Regions from separate parts of the Mus musculus genome. Here region 2 is linked to region 1. A link is a contact called in public promoter capture Hi-C data. All regions are on one chromosome and are shown on one strand. The core of a region is the stretch at or near the end of the contact, and the rest is flanking DNA. Distances in the headings are between cores, read along the strand shown.

Region 1 (7,388 bases), core at 917-3,416:
CCTTAGGCTAGAAGGGAGCTGTCACCTCAGCCCCTCTTGTGAGCATTGGTGAATTTAGAATGAGGAAGGCAGCAAGGCACCTCTGAGGCTGTGATTCTGCCCAGGCAGTGTGTCGGTGATAGATTTCCTCCTTTCTTCCTCCATTCGTACAGTAGTAACCAGGAGCACCCCCCACGTGTGGCCTGAGGGAGACTGAGCCTGCCCTCCGGGAGCACGGCAGTCGGCTTCATACTACCAGGCACAAGGGCCTCCACATGATGCACTGGTGTGCACCAGGGCTCCAGCACCGTGGAGCTGGAACCTCACCGGTCCTCAGAGCTTGCTGCTAACTAGTCCAGCCAACCAGTCAGTTTCAGAGACTGTCTCAGAAAGTAAGGTACAGAGTGACCGAGGAAAATCTCGTGTGAGCCTCCAGCCTCTGTGTACATACACACTCAATACACACACGCTCACACTTGCACAAACATACACTTATACATTCACACACAGAAGCACACATACTCACATAAACATACGTTCTAAAACATAAACTATTCCATTAAAGGGATGTGCCATAGTTTGCCTGTTGAGGACATCTTGGTTTCCATGAGTTTGGGCTTTGAATGAATATGTCTGTGGAGGTATTCCCAGTTCACGATGAAAAGGAGTGATCACTGGATCACATGAGAAGGTTGTGCCAGCACCAACGTAAGTGGCTGCCAGGCTGCTTTCCACAGTGACTGTCCCCTCTCACACTGCCGTGACAGGAGACAAGACTTCATGTCAGCCTTCACCCTGGCCCTGTAGGATGTTGCCAGTGTTCTGGAGGCACCTTTCTGACAGCCTTTCAGGGCTAGCATGTTTCCAGCCACCTCTTCTCCATTACGGTGTCTCTTTAAACCTTCGCTTTCTTTATTGTCTTACTGAGATAGTTCTCACTCTGTAGCCTTGGCTTATGTGTAACCATGCTGGCCCCTAAGTTCTGTGGATCCTCCTGTATCTGTCTGCCTTGTAGGTTTACATTGTGAGCTCCAACACAGTTTGTCTCTGTGGTTTTAGTATATTTTGTAGATAGTTTTTTGATTCTCCATCTATTGGTTTTCCTGACAAGCTCTTTTGTCCATTGGCTTTTTTTTTCCTTCTGAAAGCCAAAAGTACTTTCTCTTCCTCATTAAGATTTTGCATATTGTTCCACTTTGATATCTTAACTAAATGGTGTTAATGGTGTGTCCCCACCTCTCCTGATGCTGATGGGATATGTCATTTTTCGCAAGAACGGTACTTGTCAAGCCGTGGTGACCACAGCTGGATGCCTTTATCACTGCTAATATTTTCTTCCTTTCTTCCTTCCTTCCTTCCTTCCTTCCTTCCTTCCTTCCTCCCTCCCTCCCTCCCTCCCTCCCTCCCTCCCTTCCTTTCTTTCCTTTGTTTGTTTGGTTTTGGGTTTTTGTGGCAGGGTTTTGTTGTCGCTCTCTGCTGGCCTGGCATTTGTGGTCTAGTCCAGGCTGCCTTGCGATCACAGAGACACACCTGCATCTGCCCTCTGAGTGCCAGAATAAAAGTAACGCTCAGAGGGTGGCTACGCCACTTGTGCCATTTCTCTATTTCAGTGGGGAAAAAATGAAATAAAAATAAAGGTACACTCTGCTAATTTGCCTATTAGTCCAAAGTTAGTATAATCTTCCAACATGCCTTGATTCTGGACATTCCTGAACTGAAAGTGAGGATGAGAGCCACCTGTGACCACCATCCTGGATGGTCACAAGTGGAGGTGTTAAATGCAATGTGTACTCAAGATTCCATTTTAGTTGAAATAGTTTCCGTTCCATAATGACAGACCTGCATCCCCTGTGATTTGGAACTGGAAGTAATCCACTCTGCCTGGCCACTTGCCTTGTTGTGACTCTCACAGCAGTATATAACCATGCAAGCATGAGCTGGGCTTTTACAGCCAGCCTGCCTTTGGCAGGGATGTGTGTGTGATGCCCTGAGCAGCGCAATTTTCTGTTACTAATTTCCTGTTTTCTCTTCATGGTTTAGAAAACCACAGAACTAGGCTTGGGTCTTGATGTGCACCGAAGTCCTTTTCTGTAACAGCAGATACAGAATCAGTTTGTTACCACAGCTCTCCCAGATCTGTATCTGATTTGTTTGCCCCTTGTCCCCATCAGCCTTTGTCCCTCCCAGACTAATGTTTGCCATCCACGAGAGGCTTGGATGTGGACCAGATCAGAGCTGAACCTTTGCTAAGTGTGGAACACAAGTGCGCATGCTCCCTTCAGACTCCTGCCTCTTGCAGATAGTTTACATAGAGCAGGCTGTGTGGAGGGACCTAGAGACAATCCGCTCATCCGCAAAGCCTTTCAGAAGCCTGCATCCCCTGGTGCCTTGGCAATAGGAGATGCATCTACACACCACAGCAAGAGGATTTTCTGCATTCAGTCAATAGGTTGAGTTGGTTTTAAAAAGTGGAGCAAGCTGCTGGGGCTGCTCTAAAAAGTCAGGAGTGGTTGCTTGAGGTCTGGTTGTCATCACTCTTGTCTCCCTCTCTTCCCAACTGCCCCTCACCGTACCCAGGAGCTGATAAACCACATACCTCCTCCGTCCATCTTGACGCTGAAATGCCCACTGTGGGCAGGAACTGCCCAGACAGCCTCTGAGGTCTGCCCGTCGCTCGTGAGTTTAGTGCTAGCATAAGAGGATTCAGAGTAAGCCATCATTTAAAGAAGGGGAAGGGAGGCCAAGCTTATAGGCTAAAGGCAGATGGCTGCCAGTCAAGACTCTCACCCCTTAGACTTGATGCACCAAGACTCAGTGCACAAACCTGCAATCTCAGCTTCAGAAGGCAGGAGGATCACAAGTTCAAGACCATGCTAAGCAACCTAGTTAGACCATATCTCAAGCAAAAGGGAGGAAGGAAAGAGGAAGGGAGAATGAGGACCATGGCTCGTGCCTGGGGGGACAGCAGCATGTGCTTCCAGGGTGTGCACCTCAGGGTTTAAGAAGGAAAGGGATGCTTCAGCCTGGATGTGCGACCAGGCAGCGGAGTGAAGATGTGTGCTGCTGGGCTGGGCAACGCGTGGTAGAACACTTGATGAGCATGTGTGCCAGGACAGGAAGTGGGATGGGGGGAGGAAGGAGAAAGAAGAGATGGAGGAAGGAAGGAAGGGAGGAAGGAAGGAAGGGAGGAAGGAAGAAAAGAAGGATAGGTTTGGTTTTATTTGGGTCTAAGAAGGGACATTTTGGGAAATGTGGCTCCCAGCTTCTCCAGCCCCAATTCCCCTTGTCGTGGCAGATCTAGAAGGCTGGGGTGAGGTTACAGAGCTTTGAGTGCTAACAGTGCTCTATACTTTACCAGTAGGAAGTGTGGAGGCCCACACCTAGGCCAGCCAGCCCACTTCAGCAGCAGCTGGCAGCTTTGGGACCTTGGGCCGATCATTTTCCCTCCTAGCTTCAGTAGCCTCATCTGCGAGGGGTTGTGTGCGCCTCCTCATAAAGCAGTGTCCAGCACATGTTAAGGGTGTGTCCGTCATCGCTGTGTTAGCTTGAGCAGTGGGAAGGACTGTAAGGCCATCGGGGCCAACGGGCAAGGAAGCAGGCAGGGAGGCAGAAACCTCTTCTGCAGAGAGCCATCCAGTTCCTTCATGAGGACCTGAACTAAGATGGTGCCATACTCCCCTTCCAGAGCCTCCATGCTGGAGTCCTCTCCATGTGCCTGTCCTGTCCTGAGTGGCAGCATGTGCGACCTCATCTAGCCCTTACAATAACCTAGGAAGCAGTGTCTCTGCTGTCTCAGCTGCAGCATCTGAGGCTCAAGAGAGGCTCATCCGTTTGCTATCCGACTGCAGAGCCCTGTAGAGAGCAGACACTCTAAATTCAACCACCTGTCACTGTGGGAGCTACCAACCCAGCCATGGAAGCTAGAGGCCATTCTGTCTCTCCAGCCTGTGGTCTGTTTTGTATTTAGGCCAAGTCTTATATGTGTCCTTATTTCTCACGTGTTGTGGTTACAGTAAAACGGGTTACCAAAAAACAAAACAACAACAACAAAAACCCAAAACCAAAAAAACTCTCTCCCTGATTAAGAGAATGGGAGTTAAGAGTTGTAGAGCAGTCCAGAACCAGTCAGGACCAGAGATCCCAGCCAAGTGGGTCGCTCCTAGACGAGATGGTTCAGGTCTGAGTTCCCAGAAGCTGTTCCCGTTTGATTGATTTCTCTATACCTCTCTGATAGCCTTAGACAACGTCTTTAAAAATGTAGACAAGGGGCTGGAGAGATGGCTCGGTGGTTAAGAGCAGAGACTGCTCTTCCAGAGGTCCTGAGTTCAATTCCCAGCAACCACATGGTGGCTCCACGTCATCTGTAATGGGATCTGATGCATCCATCTGGTGTGTCTGAAGACAGCAACAGTGTACTCATATAAATAATAAATAGATAAAACTTTAAAAATTAAAAATTAAAAAAATATATATAGACAGGCCTGTGTTCCACAAGAGTACTTTTTAGTGGTCTCAGGGTTTTTAAACCCCTAGGAGACCCTCTGCACTTGGCACCATCGTAGAGACCTTGGGTGCTCATTCTTTTTGTTTGTTTGTTTGTTTGTTTTTTTGTTTTTTCGAGACAGGGTTTCTCTGTGTAGCCCTGGCTATCCTGGAACTCACTTTGTAGACCTGGCCTCGAACTCAGAAATCTGCCTGCCTCTGCCTCCTGAGTGCTAGGATTAAAGGCATGCACCACCATGCCCGGCATTGAGTGCTCATTCTTGATCAGATGGTGTGGGTTCAAATCCTCCTCTCACACTTAGTAGCTCTGCAACCTTGAGAAAGTTATTTGATGTCCTAGGACTAAACTGTGAAATAGAGAAAATAGGACCAACAAGGCCGGGCCATAGATAAAGGCATTTGCTGCTGACCCTGACCACCTGAGTTTGGTCCCCAGAACCAACATGACAGAAGGATTGAACCAGCTCCCTCAGGTTGTGCTCTGACTTCCACGTGCACATTCACTCACAGAGAAAATGTTTTTAAACCAGGGAACATAACAGTACCAGAGCGTAGAGATGTGAGCATATCCACACCCCTGCGTTCCCATTGTGTGTGTGTAGAGATGTGAGCATGTCCACACCCCTGTGTTGTCATTGTGTGTGTGTAGAGATGTGAGCAGGTCCATACCCCTGCATTCCCATTGTGTGTGTGTGTTGCTGGCTATTGCTGATGCCGCTCCCTGAAGCAGAGCACATTCGGGTAAATGTTAACAGACTAAGTGAGTGAGTTAGTTATTCTAGTGAAGATGCCAAGCTTAGGGTGGAGCGACACAGCCAACGTGTCCCAGGTGGACTGTAGTTACACTGCAGCACTGATCTCTCAACCCTCGAGGCACAAAGCTCCAGCTTGTCACTTCTGGCCTCAAGCAACATGTGCCCAGTGACACACAAACATCCTCCAGGTATATCAGTGTGAAGGCAGAGCATCATCTGGGGTTTCAAGGTTAAAGTAGGCAGTCTGGGAGAGTCTTAATTTTAATGATCAAGATGGCTGTGTGGGTAAAGACACCTGTAACCAAGACTAACAACCTGATACATGGGATCCACACAGTGAAAGGCAGGAACCAATCCCTGCAAGCCGCCAATAAGGTTAAGAAAGGAAAACGCCTCTTTAGAGAATCTTAAGGAGACCAAAAGCAGGGGCAGAGGGCTCCTGACAGGTCACATATGAGGGTCTACAATGGACCATGTTCTGTGCTGCTAGGACATAGCAAGTCATGTCTGTGTACAGCCTACAGCACACAGGGCTGGTGCAGCCACCCCAAGCCAGAAGAGCCACGTAGAACCCAGGTTACACTGATAAATGGTGAAGGACGTGAGCCCCAGGAAGAGGAAGGGCCCCAGCTTCTGGGAGTAAGCTTCATATTTGTGCTGGGGTTTTTTTTTGGGGGGGGGTGTCATCCTCACAGCTTGTTAGAAAATAAATCAGAAACAGGGAAGACTTGGTCTGAGGACACGGTTAGGTGGCTCTGAGTGAGAAGTAGCCTGCCTTTTTATGAGCAGAGGACTCAGGGTGGATGGAGGTGCCATCCCCGAGATGGAAATGTTGTGAATTCTGTTAGGGACCTGCTGTTTGTTCCTTGAGGATGGTCAATAGTGCCGGTGGATGGATGGGTCTGAGCACAGGATAGACCATGGAGTAAGCACAGACAACCAGGCAGAGAGCCTGCCTGCCTTTGACGGGAAGTGAGTTCAGTCAGTGATGGCTCAGTCAGTCAGTAACGGCTCGGTCAGCGGATTTTTACTTCACAAGCATCTTGACCACCATGCTTCTGTGCCCACCATTTTGAATTAACTCTGTGTGTGTGTGTGTGTGTGTGAGAGAGAGAGAGAGAGAGAGAGAGAGAGAGAGAGAGAGTCACACTTTCCATAGGAACCAGCTTAATTCTCTGAAGCAGTGTCTGTGTGCTCCTGGCTGGCCTCGGGCCTTGTTGATCACTTGCAACAGGAGGGAGCTGTGAGGCTTGCTCTTGTTTTTGTTTTGTTTTGTTTTGTTTTTGATGTGACTTTGTCCATTTTCTCAGATTGGTGACCCAGAAGGAAATCTGTGACCTCAGTGGTGACCAGAAGCCAACTTCATGTCTGAAGGCACAAGTGGCAGTTTGTCATGGAAAGCCTGGGGCTGCAAACGGTGAGGCTCAGTGATGGGACAACAGCCTACGTCCAGCAGGCTGTCAAAGGTGAGTGTTCTGGGGACCTTGGAACCCTGCCCGTCTTCCCTGCTCACCTGCCTGCTGGCCCCCACCTGGTGCAGCTTTCTGTGCCTGCGAGGGACTTCTGTGTGCACCTGACAGAAAGGGGACTCGTTAGAATTAGGGACCAGCATGTGCGAGCCTAGGCCGCCTACTTTCAGACACCCCTGTTCCAGCTTAGGGTGCTTCCTGGACAGAGGCAGTCCACTGTCTTGACTGAAGTGGATGTAAGTGCTGGGGGTGCCGTTCTGAGTCTCTGCCCTGTACAAGACACTCTAGGCACAGCAGGGGCCCCACAAATACAATTTATGCCTCAGTGTCTGACACCAGTGGGCACCAAATAAACACACTGGGTTCACGGAGAGACTTGAATCTCAGATAAGTAATGGTTCTTCAGGAGTGTAGGCCTCTCCTCAGACCTGCACGGGGCATGAGTTTATAACCATAGCATTGAAGACTAAAACAACTCTCCAGGCATGTAAGTACACGCTGGGGGCACGGAGGCTCTGTCAGAGGACCTGAGTTGGGTTCCCAGCACCTATGATGGGCTGCTCCAGGGAATCCAACACCCTCGTCTGATCTCTGAGGTAACTCACACACACATAGCATGCATACACACACACACCATGAGCATATAGACCTAAATAAAAGTAGAAATGTTAAAAAGCTGTTT
Region 2 (6,884 bases), core at 4,219-6,718, 520 kb after region 1:
TCTTCATTTACATTTCAAATGCTATCCCAAAGGTCCCCCATACCCTCCTCCCCACTTTAGTTTTTAATATAAAGCACATTCAACATACTTACTTGAGCCTCTTCACAGCGTTTTAGGCTAGGCGGGGCTGGTGATTCCTTGTTTTATTCCTTTGGAAACAGATGCGTTAAAGCTTTGTTTGGGATCATCTCCTAGTAAGTGCCAAACTAGAACTCATATTTTGACTACTGGTTTGTTTTTTGTTTGTTTGTTTGTGTGTTTGTTTTTTGTATTGCATGGGGTACATTTAAATTTGCTAATTGGAAATTTCTAGATCAATAAAAGATTTTTTTTTTTTTAAGAAAAAGATTTCTTTTATGTGCATTGATGTTTTGCCTGCATGTATGTCTGTGTGAAGATGTCAGTTCCCCTGGAACTGAAGTTATAGACAATTGTGAGCTACCATGTGGCTGCTGAGAATAGAACCCAGATCCTCTGGAATAGCAGCCAGTGCTCTTAACTGCTGAGCCATCTCTCCAGCCCAATAAAAAGGTTTTTATTATTATTATTATTATTATTTATTTTTTGTATATGAGTACACTGTAGCTATCTTCAGACACACCAGAAGAGGGCATTGGATGGCTGTGAGCCACCACTTGGTTGCTGGGAATTGAACTCAGGACCTCAGGAAGAGCAGTCAGTACTCTTAACCGCTGAGCCATCTCTCCAGCCCAAAAGATTTTTTTAATGTAGAGAAATACATTAGAAATACCAGCTTTGGGCTGGCAAGATGGCTTAGAGGGTAAGAGCACTGACTGCTCTTCCAAAGGTCTTGAGTTCAATTCCCAGCAACCACATGATGGCTCAACTACCCATAATGAGATTTGATGCCCTCTTCTGGTGCATCTGAAGACAGCTACAGTGTACAGTGTATAATAATAAATAAACCTTAAAAAAGAAAAAAAAAAGAAAAAGAAATACTAACTTTGACTTAACATTGGTTATGGAGGTTTGTTTGTTTGTTTGTTTGGGTTTTTGTTTTGTTGTTTTGTTTTTTTTTTTTTGCCCAAAAGAAATCCAAACCAAAAAACCCGGTAAGTTGGAATATTAAGTCATAGTGCTTCTAACACATCTATCCACCCCAGTGTCCTGCCTTAGCAACAGATTACACTGTAGTGTGTGAACACCCGGCTTCCTGGGACAGATGCTGTTGCTGAGCATTGGGAGAGCATCTGCCTGCTTATCATCAGCCTGGAGACGCTCACGTCAGAATTCCAAGTAATTTGGTACTGAGTGCTTGCCATCTTCTCAGTCTTAAAGGTGTATAGAACAAAGTTGGAGAGCAAATTAGAGAACATCTGTAGTCTGAATAAAGAATTAAGATGTCCTGTTGAGGCAGAGCTTAGTTCCTTCCCCTCTACTGAGGACTGTACTTGGTGGCTCAGTTTTCTACTGTGTAGAATGTGGCAGGAATGAGTGGCTGCAGAAGGAATGCTGTAAATGAGATTGTACCTCCTGTGGTGCTTTTTCCCTGGGAACACTGCTGAAGGAGTAGGATATCCAACATCTTGCTTACAGGCTGCTTTGCAGGCCATGTGCATCAGGATAGCTATGAATTCCACCCAACACATGCATAGATGACATCATTCTATCACAGTTCAGGAGGTTGGACACCCCTATTCTAGAGCATAGTTTCTCAGCTCTGATACACTTTGGCATTTGGGGTCAAATAGTTGTTCATAATTCTTGGCTGTTGTATCTCCTGTAGGATGCTTAGCAAGCAGCATCTCTGGACACCACCTACTTGGTGCCAGGAACATTCTTCTCTAAGACTTGGTTGTGACAGTCCAGAATGACTTTTGGATGTCCTCTAGGGAACAAAATCACCCTTTCTTTTCTTTTTTAAAATAGTATTTATTTCATGTATATGAGTACACTGAAGCTCTCTTCAGACACACTAGAAGAGGGTATCAGATCTCATTATAGATGGCTGTGAGCCACCATGTGGTTGCTGGGAATTGAACTCAGGACCTCTGGAAGAGCAGTCAGTGCTCTTAACCACTGAGCCATCTCTCCAGCCCTAAATCACCCTTTCTAAAGAACTTCTAGGGGAAGCCTGCAAAGCAGCCCTGTGGAGAGCCCAAGATGGCAAGCACTACAGCTAAGAGAACCCTTGGAAAAGGATCCTCCAGCCTCAGCAGGTATAAAAGTGACTGTTGGGCTGGAGAGATGTTCAGCAGTTAAGAGCACTGGTTGCTTTTCCAGAGGACCTAAGTTTGGTTCTCCGGGCCCACATGGTAGCTCACACCCATTTGTAACTCCAATTCCAAGGCATGTGACTTCCTCTTTTGACTACTGCATGAACATGGTACACAGATATACATGTAGGTAAAACACGCCTTCCCATGATGAAAATGTAAAAACAATTAGAAGAGACTTGCTATGGTCCATCTCTTCACTGCAGCTTTCGGGGAAATAGCCAGAGCCACCTTGCTAAATAGCTTCCTAGTTCTTGATCCACAACAATAGGAGATAATAAATCAGGTTTAAAGCTCCACATTTTGGGAATATTTGTTACCCAGCACTAGATAATACCCTAAGTGCTATCATAAAATGTCCAGATATTGTATAAGGTAGAAAGTTCTGTACTTCGGGAAGTTAGCTTGTGGAGACATCAGTCCTTGTGTTTACCCATAGTTAGGTTTGTAGCTCAGATTTATACAGAGATGGAGCCTAGGAACTATTGCTATGAAAGCTTTTTCCATGCTGGTAGCTAGACCATAGTAACTTGAGTGTAATATGGTTAGTCTGATATTTTAGATTTATTTGAAGTGAGTTAATTATGATTACTTAAAGAAATATTTGCTATTGAGATTTTGAAACAGCAAAATGGAGAAATGTTTCTAGTGGTACACTGTAATGAGGCTTTGGAAAATAGCCCCTTTTATAAAAGAAGGCACAGTGGGAGGGACATAACACTCAAAAATGCGGTTTATACCTGTGTGGAAATGACCTTATAAAACCCCTGATTGTGCTGGAGTGGTAAAATAAGGGCCTTTACATTTGTCTGAGGCTAGAGGATCCTCTAAAGGCACCTTACCCGTGTGGCTATTGACAGAAGGCCTGGTTACTATCTAGATCTCTGCACAGGGCTGCTACAGTCTTCTCTAGATCAGTGGTTTTCAACAGAGGGGACATTTTGTTCCCTTGGAAACCACATTTTGAAAGGGAGGGGGAATCTGGGTGTCATGGCATGCACTTGTAATCTGAGCACTGGGGCAGCACAGAAGGGCAGATCTTGGGCTTGCCCAGTCCAGCCTACTTGGTAAGTTCTAGGCCAGTGAGAGAAGAGACCCTTTCTCAAGGTACCTTTTCAATTTAAATGAACTAGACAGTGCCAGAATAGTAGTATGTGGCATAGTCACTTGTTGAGTGGATTGTAGATTCCTTTCCTCTGGGCTTTCAGTTTGTTTTTTAGATGGTTTAAGGCTTTTCTAGGAGTGTCTGCTTTTGGAAATTTATAATTTAGAGCAGAATGCATGATTTCTGTTCTTTCCAAATACTGCTCTGATAGGGAGAGGAAGCAGCATGTTAGTGCATAGAGCTCTAGGGCATTAGCAGCCTTTGCTGGAGGGTTTCCAACCCACAAGAACTATGTCTGAGTAACTCCTGCCTGTCTTGTACATGTAAGGTGTATTTTCATGGGAGTGTGTGTCCTCTATGGTAAGAATTAGTATGTTGTAATGAGAGCATGTGATTAGGGAGGAAGCATTAGACGGTCACTGAGCTGGTGCTGCGTTATATGTGCGGACATCTGGTGTGACTGCATCAGTGAGAATATCACAAAAGGCAGATTTGAAAATTACTTGGTAAAATGAAAAATGATTGTGATTTAGGAATGTAGGTTTCAGATTTACATATGGTGATTATGTCCGTGTAAGTATCATTAGAAGGAAATGTAATTGCTACTAACTAGTAGTTTGCACTAAGTTGAAAACACCACTAAGTGACAGAGCAGCAGTGTGAGTCACGTATCTCACTCTACTAATGGCCTCCATGAGAAATGAAAGCTTGTTTTAAGAAAAAAAGAGAGAGAGAAAATGGAAACATACACTGTTCAAAAGAGTGTAACAAGTTTAGGATATATTAGATATTTATGCTGTATGAATACAGTATTTCCCTATGATAGAATCATTTTCTGCTTCTGAAACTTGTTCTTTTGCCCTCAGTACATGAAAGAGTCTTGCTCTTTGCTCCATGTGTGTGAACGGAGAATGTACTAGAATTTTAAAGTCCTGTTGTTGGAATTTCAAGTAGTTTCTAGTTTTCCTGTGACCAGGCTGCAACAGATATGTACTTTGAACCCTATTTTGTTTGTATCTGTGCCGATGTTTTGAGATATGATTTTACTCTGTAGTAGACTGGCTTCTACCATGTCCCATCTGCCTCTGTCTTCCAAGCAGAAGGATTATAGGCATGAACCACTCACTACTACTCCCAGCTTCAGTGTGTGTGTGTGTGTGTGTGTGAGAGAGAGAGAGAGAGAGAGAGAGAGAGAGAGAGAGGAAGGAGATCCTTTTTTAAAGATTTATTTATATGAGTACACTGTCACTATCTTCAGACACACCAGAAGAGAGCATCAGATCCCATTAGAGATGGTTGTGAGCCATGCAGTTGCTGGGAATTGAACTCAGGACCTCTGGAAGAACAAGAAGTCAGGAAAAGAATGAGAGAATGAGAATGAATAAATGAATGAGTATGCATCATTACAGACTTAGACTTGTGGATGTCGGAGGACAACTTGCAGGAGTCAGTTCTCTCTCCTTCCACTGTGTAGGTTTCCGGGGCTGTATTCTCAGGCCTGGCAGTAAGTGCCTTTACCCTCTCATCTTTTCTTTACCTGCTGAACCATTTCACAGGCCTCGGTATATATGGTTTTTTAATCCAGGATTTGGAGAAATGTTTAACTGTCTGTTGGCTGTTTAATTGGTCATTCCTGGTATCTTGTGCATTTTGTTATCCCAGGTAGATAGTAAGTTTTGTGACATCAGCTACCATATTTACTGTTTTCTTTTGTATTCATAAAATAAAATAACATCGCTTGGTGGTAGGGGCACTCACCTTTAATCCAAGGACTGGAGAGGCAGAGGCAGGCGGATCTGTGTGTCCAAGGTTAGCCTGGTCTGCAGAGTGAGTTCCAGGATAGCCAGGGCTACACAGAGAAACCCTGTCCCCCAAAAACAAAACCACAAAAAAAGAAAAAAGAAAGAAGCCCTATAAACCAGGAGTGGTGGCATGTGTCTCTAATCCCAACACACAGTAACTGACAAGAAGGTCATACATTCAAGCCAGTGTAGAAAATTTAGCCAGACACTGTCTCAAAATAAAACAAACATTAGTAAAGGGTATGCGGCTCAGCTTACTGACCAGTATTTGTCTGGTGTGTGTCCAACCCTGAGGGAACTGGGAAGTGCTAATTGAGGAAACTGGGGTTTTGAGCCCTTTGTATCACGATGGTGAGGGAAACAGATGGACTTCTTGTCCTCAACTTGCCCAGGGCAGGTGGCAGTAGGAGTCATTATTAATGTCTGATAATTGAGTTTTACAAAATTTGCTAAACCTGCCATAAAAACTAGTACCTTAGGTTAGATACAGACATTATATTTGTTTTATATATGAGGTTGGTAGAATTTAATTAACTTCCTCAAGAGTTATTAAGTGGCAAAGCTAGTATTAAAACCCTGATAGTCCTCTTCCAGAGCCCAGCCCTTGTTTAACTACCTGGTGGGTGGTAAATAAACATATACTAATCATTGTGATTATTGGGGACTGTAGGGTCCCTGTGCGGCATCTGTCCTCCACTGAGTGGCTAGTGAAGTCAGAGGGTGGAACCTGCCCCTCTTGCTCTGGAGCTGGCTGCAAAAGAGCCTGGGTAGTGATCATAATGGGCAGCTGTTCTGCTATCCAGCTGAGCTGAACTTGTAGGTGTGGCCACATCCTGCTGGCCCTCCCTGCTCCCCACAGGTTCATCCCCAAGGAGAGGACAGAGTTACAAAGGCTGCATGAGGCATGACACTCAGAGTGGAAGTTGAAGAAGCCACATTGTGTGGGGGCCATGGCCATTTCCTCAGTTTCTAACCACACACTGGTAAAGGGAAGGTTGTCTTATGGTCTTATGGAGATAAAGGGTGAAAGACGGAGAGTGCTTGCCTCAGGTGGGTAGGAACCCCTGTGGAGGGGTGACTCTGCCTATATATACTTGAAGAATAAAGATTTAGTTGTGGGGTGGGTGCGGGTAGGCGAGAAGGAACTAGCAGCAGCAGATCCAAATAGTTTACAGAACTGAAAGAAGCCAGCACACCAGAGCAGGCCTGTGGTGGGGGACTACTGATTGGGTGAGCCCTGGGATTGGGTCAACTCATCTGAAACTTAGACAGCGGTAGGAAATGTGCATTTTTATTCTGTATTACAAGAAAATTCCTTGAGTTTAAAATAGTCATTTATTATTTTGAAATTGCACGTCGGAGGGCAGCTTGTAGGACGGATCTTTTCACCTTGTCAAGTTCTTAAGAATTAGGTATCTTCTGGACCGCCCACAGTCCTGCTGCCCAGAAAAGAGATTTCAAGAAAGGATAGGCTTTGGGGGTTTTGTGTTTATAGATGGAATTTAACCCGAAATGACCAGTTGTGTAGTTTTCTCATCCCTGCAACCAAACACCTGAGAGGAGAAAGGAGCCAGGGCTTACGGTCTCCATTTCACAGGGCTCCCCCGTGCTTGCCTCCATCCATACCCTCGAGCAGAGCACGTGGGAGGGCATACCGTGGGCTGTTCTGTACACCTGAGCTGGCAGGAATGGGACAGAAGAGAGGGTGCCCAACCAAACTATCTCCTTCCAGCTAAGCTC

Evidence for each region. Capture Hi-C pulls out chosen DNA fragments and counts their contacts.
Region 2: a promoter capture Hi-C map of pancreatic islet shows a contact between it and region 1. The contact joins two enhancer-like sites.

Annotation. Positions count from the first base shown.
Region 1 is chr17:28,183,250-28,190,637 of GRCm38.p6, forward strand. Zfp523 (zinc finger protein 523) reads left to right here. Exons shown (of 14, transcript NM_001357995.1): 2 at 6,548-6,703. The coding sequence starts at 6,631. Among named protein-coding and RNA genes, the nearest start is that of Zfp523, 9.7 kb to the left of the region's middle. Within about 2 kb of position 2,167, at least 25 of the 459 cell types and tissues checked have an H3K27ac peak or open chromatin away from gene starts, as enhancers often do. A contact at or near this core is called in pancreatic islet, where this site is marked.
Region 2 is chr17:28,703,728-28,710,611 of GRCm38.p6, forward strand. The region is part of intron 1 of Mapk14 (mitogen-activated protein kinase 14); the gene reads left to right. Among named protein-coding and RNA genes, the nearest start is that of Mapk14, 16 kb to the left of the region's middle. Within about 2 kb of position 5,469, at least 94 of the 459 cell types and tissues checked have an H3K27ac peak or open chromatin away from gene starts, as enhancers often do. A contact at or near this core is called in pancreatic islet, where this site is marked.